Regions from separate parts of the Mus musculus genome. Here region 2 is linked to region 1. Evidence: chromatin contacts called from public HiChIP or PLAC-seq data. All regions are on one chromosome and are shown on one strand. Each heading gives the region's core, a stretch centred on a gene start, on an enhancer-like site or on the middle of the called end of the contact. The rest is flanking DNA. Distances are from core to core; before and after follow the strand shown.

Region 1 (4,318 bases), core at 669-3,168:
TTTGAACTCAGGACCTGTGGAAGAGCAGTTGGTGCTCTTAACCTCTGAGACATCTCTCCAGCCCTGTTTTCCAGTTTGTTAACTCTAGGATTTTGGACTATGTTTTTTATCCCAAGCCTTAGCTTCTTTTTCTGAGAAGTGGGGCCCAAGACACCAGCCAGTTGGAGTTGTAAGAGGCTAGAGAGAGAAAAAAATAAAACCACAGAAACAAAGCCACTCAGTGCAGCATCTACCTAGCAGTCTGTAACAGACTGCTCACTGAGAGTTTCTGTGTTTAAGGTCTGATTTCTTTTCTTTTAGGTTTTGCTTTTGTTTCTGGAGACAGGGTTTCTCTGTGTATCCCTGGCTGTCTTGGAACTCACTCTGTAGACCAGGCTAACCTTGAACTCAGAGATCTGTCTGCTTCTGCCTCCCGAATGCTGGGATTAAAGGCGTGTGCAGCAACTGACCACTGCCACCACAACCACAACCACAACCACCACCACCATCAGGAGCTTAAGGCCTTATTTCTAGAACAAGCATTTAAAATTTTCTTTCCTTTCCTTTCCTTTCCTTTCCTTTCCTTTCCTTTCCTTTCCTTTCCTTTCCTTTCCTTTCCTTTCCTTTTCTTTTCTTTTCAGCAGACAATTTCAAATACATGCCAACATGAAGAGAATTATCTTCTTTCCTTAGGATGCACCCTTAACTGACACAGGGAAAGAACACTCGGTGAGTTTGTGATCTACAAGCTGACCTCCCGAGGGATAGCCGTATATCTGTCATGGCCACCCTGACAGTTTCATAAACATTGACATGGTTTTCTGGACTGCACAGAATTGCCAGTGGATATTGAAGGGCGTCTGGCAAAGCTTCAGCTGTGTATGCTGTATTGTAACAACAGCCACACGTTTCTTGTTGTGGTGGTCTCCCGTATAGAGGATTGAACCCTTTATCTCAGGAGTACTGGGCATGCACTGTGCAACTGAGCTGTCTCACCAGTCGAAAATGAAAATGTCTGGTGGCAGGGTCTTGCTCGGTTGCTCAGAGTGGCCTTGAACTCACTCTAGTCCAAGCAGGTCTTGAACCCGGCACATCTGTCTTTTAGAACTAAGTGTTTTCTGTAGTGTGTGATCATGGGACTTCACAAGAGGAAAAAGAAGAAACAGGTGAATACGGTCCTGTTGAGGGATGGGAGCTTAGGTCAAGAGAAAGAGAATGCACTTGAAAGGACTAGCTTTCATACGGTGAGCGAGCGCTGCCTGGCAGGTTGGCGATGGCCATCTGAGTGCTCTGTCACTGTCAGTGGTTAGTCAGACAGGAGAAGACATGAAAACAATCACACAGGCCGGCACCGGTCCCTCCCATACTCCCATGGGAGCCAGCCTAGCTTTACGGACGGTACAGTGTGCCTTTTAATTATTCTGTCTTCAGTGAAATATTTCCTCTTAATTTTATTAAATCTGCTTTCCCTTTTAAGAACCAGGCCAGGTTTCTTGCCAACAGATATTGGAAACACGCAGCATCTTTTTAAAAAGAGTCCTTAGAACTCAGTGAGCAGTGGACTCCAAATACGGATGTGTAGACCACCGGACGAAAGATGCACAGGCCGAGTGTGGCACTTGCCCTTGGGTGGAGGCCAAGTGCAGGCTCATCGTCAGCACTGGTATCCATGATTTGGCATGGGAGAATAGCGGAGAATACTGGAGTGATTAGTCATTTCTGAGAAGTAAGTATGTTTTGAGGAGCCATAACCTCCTGAGTGGGAGTCTTTCAAATGCTTATTTATTCCCCTCACCCCGAGAATGACAATGGAACACACTGGGGGCAGCCCACCCCCGAGAAGCCAGCGGGCAGCTGCCTGACGACAGTAGCAATCACCGAACTGCTGGTAGACAGTAATCACGCTTGCTAGCAGCCTGCGCGCTGCCCTGCGGGAGAGCCAGAGTGAAGTGTTTAAAGCGCCTCTCCACTGATGTGAAAGGGGAGCAAATGGAGAGAGCCAGCTTGGAGGGCTCAATCAGCATTTGGCAGCTCTAACTACAGATGCTCCAGGATGCTTCCACCGCGCAGCTGCCTTTCACAGCTCTTGACATCCTCAGCAATGCGGCCCATGACGTAGACAAATCATTTGTATCCCTAGTTGGTTGAAACGATCAGGGTTTGTTGAAAATAAACGTAAGCAGGGCCTAGAGAGGTGGCTCCGTGGGTAAGAGCGCTCGCCGCTCTTGCAGAGGACCCGGTTTGGTTCCTAGCGCCCACATCCTGCTGCGCACCACTGCTGGTAACTCTAACTTCAGGGGGATCTGACGCCCTCTTGTGGACTCTGCAGGCATCTGCACACATGTGACCATGGAAGTAGACATCTAGAGAAGTAGTTCTCAACCTTCCTGTTGCTGTGACTCTTTAATACAGTTCCTCATGCTGTAGTGACCCCAACCATGAAGTTATTTTCATTGGTACTTCATAACTGGAGTTTTGCAATTGTTATGAATTGTAAATATTTGTTTTCCCGATGGTCTTAGGGTCGCAACTTACAAGTCAAGAACCACTGATCTAGACTAGTCTGTTCCTTTCTGGATGAAGCACGGATAAGCTGAAAGCTTGCTGAAGTTTCTGTTCTGAGCACACCATTAAAGGGAGAGTGAGTGACTAGTGGGTTGGTAGGAGAGATTTATATACATTAATTCTGATAGCTACTAGGGACAGAGATAAACTTAAGATACTCTAAGGCAGTGGTTCTCAAAGTGTGGGTCACGACCCCCTAGGGGGCCAAATGACCCCCTTTCACAGGGGTCGCATATCTGCTAGCCTGCATTAGGAAGGTTGAGAACCACTGCTCTAAGGATAGACGTGGGAGTGACGGACATAATTCTACAAGACGCAGTACTTAAGTGATCAGAAGCTGCTGTGTGTATGTGGGTAGGCCTTTTTAAAAATCTCAAGTTGTATGAAAACTGTTATTTTTTTTTATGGGAATGATTTAAGAACTTGTCTTTTATCTCTTAGCTTTTGTTCCCTCAAAGGGAGAACCCGAGCCAAAGGCAGACTTCAAATCGTTTAAGATGTGATTTCAGAGAACTCCACAGAGGCTGTGAGAATTCAGCAAGGAGATGAGGGAAAGACGGGCAAGCACAAGCGCGCGGGTTCTGGGCTGGGCCAGTGCTGCAGCCGCTGCTGCGCCTCTGGCAAGGGCTTTCTGAGGAAGCTGTGGAACGCATTGGAGAGCTGTCTGTCAGAGAAGGAGAGACATTTGTCCATAGGCCTTCATCCCTTTTAGGCCACGGTGGCCCCATCGTGTGTTGGCGCACCAAGCAGTGTTCTGTAGGCCTCCGATGCTCCAGTGTCAGGGAATTTCCAGAATTGGAAGTTGGGGGTGGGAGGGCACATATTGCTGTCTGGAGCCAGCTGGTGGTGGTTGTAGTCAGTGGAGCATCTGTAGTGGGGCAAGGGTGAGACACCTGCTACTGCTCACCCATTGCCGTGGCTCTTCAGTCCCCTCCTGCTCTGGGAGACGTGAAAGGACATCATCATCCCAGGTGTCCTTCAGGCTAAAGGGCGTGAGGGCTGCAAACCAGTCCAGTTGACTGTCGGTCTTGGGCCCGTACACATTGTTTGCAAGGACAGCTCTATCAAGTGCCAGGAAGTGGTGGCTTAGGACACTGTGTTTTATCAGGGTGGAAATCTGAAACCAAGGGTTGGGGAAGGGCCAGGGTCCAACTGACACCTGGAGCACAGGATTCTCCCTGAGAGATTCTAGACGTGACGACATGTACATCTTGAAGGACACAGGTCGCCTGGGATAGCAGTTTACGCAGACCAACACACAGTTGTAAATTTAATATATACTGAGACGTGTGTGTGTGTGTGTGTGTGTGTGTGTGTGTGTGTGTGTGTGTGTAGCTAGATTTTAAAGTTCTTAAACGTGAACTTGTAGATGATGGCATGGCTCAGAGAAGCCAAAGGCTGGGCATCCCTGTAAGAGGTCCCTCAGCTATGGTCCCTCGGCTGTGGTCCCTCGGCTGTGGTCCCTCGGCTGTGGTCCCTCGGCTGTGGTCCCTCGGCTGTGGTCCCTCGGCTGTGGTCCCTCGGCTGTGGTCCCTCGGCTGTGGTCCCTCGGCTGTGGTCCCTCGGCTGTGGTCCCTCGGCTGTGGTCCCTCGGCTGTGGTCCCTCGGCTGTGGTCCCTCGGCTGTGGTCCCAGTTCCAGCCTCTGCTCTGTCAGCACAAGCATCCCTCCACATCCCTTCCCGTTATCTTCCCTCGGTGTCGGTCTCCAATTCCCCTCATTTCTCCAAAGCACATCAGTTCTTTTTGCTTTCCTTATGGTCTCAGTAAAATTTA
Region 2 (4,318 bases), core at 1,203-3,702, 430 kb after region 1:
CTTCAGAGATCTGGGCTGGCTCAGTCCCCAGCTCGGCTCTCACATCACGCAACTCAAAACCACCTCTAACTCCATCTCCAGGGGATTGAACACCCTCTTCTGACCTCTGGGGATACCTGCACACATGTGCACATACCCTCACACAGACACAGACAGACACACAGAAACATATACACACACACAAAATTAAAAATATAATATTTTTAAAATAGCCAACATTGAAATAATCTGTTTAGCACGAGTTGCCAACTTATCTAAAATGTCACAGCAGTCTCCTTTCTGCCCTTCCCACGGAGAAATGCCTGTGACGTCCCAGGACTTAGCACCAACTACAAAGGAGATTGAAATGACAGGCAGGTCTAGTAAATCGGGAATCTGCAGTCTGTTTTTAAAATTTATGTAGTTCTCATGTATTTGGGGGTTCTGACGCTGTCACTTTGTAACCGTTAAGCCTGATCCCCAAGTCTTGCCGTTGCCACCCCTGTCTATATTGCACATTGATTTTCTGTGTGACATTATCTGCTTAATACAAAGTGGGATAGAGCAGCTGTTTGTCCGGATTTGTCCCGTTCCTTATCAAAGGTTTATGATTTACCTTTGGCCATACCTTCCAGCAAGGTGTTTCTTTGTCATTTTCACTAGAGGTAGGCTTATGGACAAGCCTGTAATAAATCTGAGTTGAGGGTGGTGAGACACTGAGGAGTGGCAGGAAGGCAGAGCGGGTGGTGTGCGCTCCGCAGTTGGGATGCACGTCGAGGAGAGGCTGCAGGGATAGCTGCTGGACAGCTGCCATCCTGGGGGTTTGTGGAATATTAGAACAGAGTGCCCCAGAGACAACAGAACTCTCTTCCCGGCTTCCACTCTGAAGGTTGGAGAGTCCAGTGTCAGATGAGTAAGACACATCTCAGCCGTGAAGGCTGAATCCCACGCTGCCTCTTGTCTGAACATGGAATAACATGTATATCAGAGTGACGCTAAGGTCACAAAGGCCACACTCATCCCAACTATGACTTCTTCCCTCCTCCCCCAGTGGAAACCCTGTCCCTTTTAGCAGTCACTCTGTGTCTTACTTAGGGCTTTAATGCTGTGATCAGACACCATGACCAAGGCAAGTCTTAAAACGACAACATTTAATTGGGCTGGCTTAGAGGTTCAGAGGTTCAGCCCATTATCATCAAGGTGGGAGCATGGCAGTGGGCGGAGCTGAGAGTTCTACATCTTCATCTGAAGGCTGCTAGCAGAAGACTGGCTTCCAGGCAGCTAGGATGAGGGTCTTAAGCCCATGCCCACAGTGACACACCTATTCCAACCAGGCCACACCCCCTAATAGTGCCACTCCCTGGGCCGAGCATATGCAGACCATCATGCTCTGCTTCCACCAGTCACTAATATTTCTTTCATTTCCGAAGCTGTGTGGGATGGGGCTTTTGAGGGGGCAACAACTGAACCCCATCCCCAAAAAATGACATCATGCAAATATCTCAGTGAATACCAACAAAACTGTAGGTACAGTGATCGCCTCGACTCTGGAGCTGAAACTTTTGGCCTGTGCAAAAGGAGAGGAAGCAGCCACTATTTTTGAAGTCAGGGTGGTAGGTGAAGGAGACAAGAGAGTCAGTAGCCACAGCACGAGGCCACTGAAACGCAAATCTCCTAGCCTCTTGCCCAAATCCTGGCACCAAGTTTGAGCCGATGCCAGGGACACCCCAGACACACACTTATGGAGAGGTACAGTCACGTAAGAAGTGATGGGTAGAAGAGCCATCAGTACTCATTGTCCTGGTGCCCCGAGCTGCCCCTTGGTCAGGCATGCTCCTTCAGTCTTTCCTTCAGAGTGATGGCATTTTCACAAGCAGGGAATCCAAACTTGAAAAAGAAATGTTTTCTCTTTTAAACAGTGAGTAGAAAGAAGAGCTTGCAGTGTCAGGACCCCGTGTGCAAATATTTTATTATGTTCCCTTCTGCAAATGGACATAGCCTGTCAATATCTGAGTGTCCTCGAAAAGCCAGCCTGCCTGTGGAGCAGTCAGAAAAGAATCACAGTGTGGCGATCCATTATGTCCCCCACTGAATTAGGTTCATTGAGATTCTGTTATTAAAGCAGGATTTCTCTTAATTATTAGCAGTTAAAAATAGGAAAATAGATTTCAGGGCGGGGGTTGGGGGGGGAGGAGTTGCAGGCAGCCAGCGTCTAATTCTAAATGTGCGTATGTGCGGAAAGTAGAATTTGCCAAACATGAATAGGCACTTACAATGTGACTAGAATTGGTTCTGTCATGTGTCAGCGTAATAGCCTAAACCCTGGTTCAATACAATGAACCTGGGGAGGTTTGCTTAATGAAAGAACTGACGTTTTCTGCGTGGTGGCTGCATTCATCAGCCTGCATCCTGTTCATTACGGTACAAAGGGCTGCCAATGGGAATCGGTGGGATCATCTATTAGGGAAACGTGATGGGGACAAAAGATAGTAGAGGCCAGGGCCCTGTGGTATTGTCTACTGCGGTCAGGGTTACCCGAGCCCTGGGCTGTGGTCATGGGCAGTGTGTTTCTAAGCCCGCCTGAGGGCTTCCGGAGCCATGGGAGGAATCCTTTCTTTCCCTGTCTGGTCCTGGTCACCACATCCTAGGGCAGGCGAGGAGAATGGCTATTTCCACTTAGTCCTGGGTTGTTCCTTATTTCTGTGGAGTGAGTTCACAATTGTAATGTATCCCCGTGAGGTCTGAAGCAGTTCCTGGGTCCGAGGACGGGACCCTGAGCCCCTGGACAACATAGATGACCCAGTATGAGTTGTCTGACAAGGTCACCTTGGGGAGGGCCCTGGGTGGATCAAAGAGCAGGTGTGTTAATTCTAGGGGTGACTTAGGTCTGCCCTCGCTGCCTCTCCCCTGATGAGACTGTTTAGTTGTGTTTTTTTTTTTTTTCTTGGAGAGATCAGTGATTGGGAGGAGATTTGAAGAAGAGAGATAGATTTTGTATTTAACTTCCCTGTATGGAGCTGCAGAAGGAGGTGCCATAGTAAGTCTGAACTTAAGACACCAGGCAGCTTCTCCTAAGCCTGGATGTCCAGGTTTTGAGATTTCAATAAGAAGGGGCTTCAAAGGGATGTAGAAGAAACTAGATGTCTTACCTGTTTGCTTGAACCCGAAAATCCATGCTGGCTAAATGAAAATCATGCCCCCTCCCCCCAAATCACCTTATGTAATTGTGAAGGAGTTTAGATAGCTGACTTAGTTAGGGTTTTACTTCGGTGAACAGACACCATGACCAAGGCAACTCTTATAAGGACAGCATTTAATCAGGGCCGGCTTATAGGTTCAGAGGGCCCACCCATTATCATCAAGGCTGGAACATGGCAGCTTCCAGGCAGGCATGGTGCAGGAGGAGCTGAGAGTTCTACATCTTCATCAGAAGGCTGCTAGCAGAATACCAACTTCCAGGCAGCTAGGATGAGGGTCTTAAAGCCCACACCCATAGTGACACACCTACTTTAATAAGGCCACACCTTCTACTCTCTGGGAGAGTGCCACTCCCTTGGCCAATCATATACAAACAGTGGTTGTATCTTTACTTCTCAACACTTTATTCAAGGCTAAAAGCCCAGCTTTCTCCCTTCCCGTACCCACCACCTTCAGTTCCACAACTGGCACTTGCCTGTTGGTCTTCCCGCTTTCTCATTAGACTCTCTTTGACAAGGTCATTGCAAGTGCTAAATAGAGAAATGTTTTGAAGTGCTGAAGACAGTGGCCAGCAGACAGGCAGTCGGTGCCACTGGCACTGCAAGCACATCTGAGAGGGAGGACAATCCCAGGATTGCTCCTCGCCTACCATCTTGATGGAGATGGGTTCGTTTCGTCACTCAGTGCCTATACCAGAGCCCTGTGGCTTCCAAGGTCCCTGGGGCCCTCCCTTGTCTCTTGCCTTCAGAGCAATGGGAGGATGGGCATGGGCTCCAGCACCTGGTTTTACACATGAGTTCTCAACTCAGGACCTCATGGTTATTTGGCAAGCACTTTACCCAATAAGCCACCATCTTGCCAGCTCTAACAGATGTTCCTCTTCTTAGAATTTAAGGGTGATGGGCTTTGGTCATGGCATCCCCTCGTAGCCCCAGAAGAGCACAGGACTGACCAAGCAGTCACCCGCTAGCTGTTTTGAAAGCTCCTTGTTTTTAAAGATAGTATCTCCCGTGTAGCCCAGGCTATACTCATGGGGTAACCCAAGATGATTTTGGACTTGATTCTTTTGCTTCCATCTCCTAGAGTACAGGGTTTCAGGTGGGCTCTACTCCAGCCTACTTGTTTGCTCTTATACCAAGAT

What was found. HiChIP or PLAC-seq counts read pairs in DNA pulled down with a chosen protein or histone mark.
Region 2: an H3K4me3 HiChIP or PLAC-seq map of embryonic basal ganglia shows a contact between it and region 1, with 3 times the contacts expected there. The contact joins two enhancer-like sites. A contact is called at or near these places in 2 of 484 Hi-C or Micro-C datasets (the G1E-ER4 cell line and pre-megakaryocyte-erythroid progenitors) and 4 of 115 datasets of contacts at active chromatin or transcription factors (astrocytes, embryonic basal ganglia and embryonic stem cells).

Annotation. Positions count from the first base shown.
Region 1 is chr8:114,467,108-114,471,425 of GRCm38.p6, forward strand. The region is part of intron 4 of Wwox (WW domain-containing oxidoreductase); the gene reads left to right. Among named protein-coding and RNA genes, the nearest start is that of Wwox, 30 kb to the left of the region's middle. Within about 2 kb of position 1,919, at least 13 of the 459 cell types and tissues checked have an H3K27ac peak or open chromatin away from gene starts, as enhancers often do. A contact at or near this core is called in embryonic basal ganglia, where this site is marked.
Region 2 is chr8:114,896,954-114,901,271 of GRCm38.p6, forward strand. All of the region lies in intron 8 of Wwox (WW domain-containing oxidoreductase), which reads left to right. Among named protein-coding and RNA genes, the nearest start is that of Gm39257, 62 kb to the right of the region's middle. Within about 2 kb of position 2,453, at least 15 of the 459 cell types and tissues checked have an H3K27ac peak or open chromatin away from gene starts, as enhancers often do. A contact at or near this core is called in embryonic basal ganglia, where this site is marked.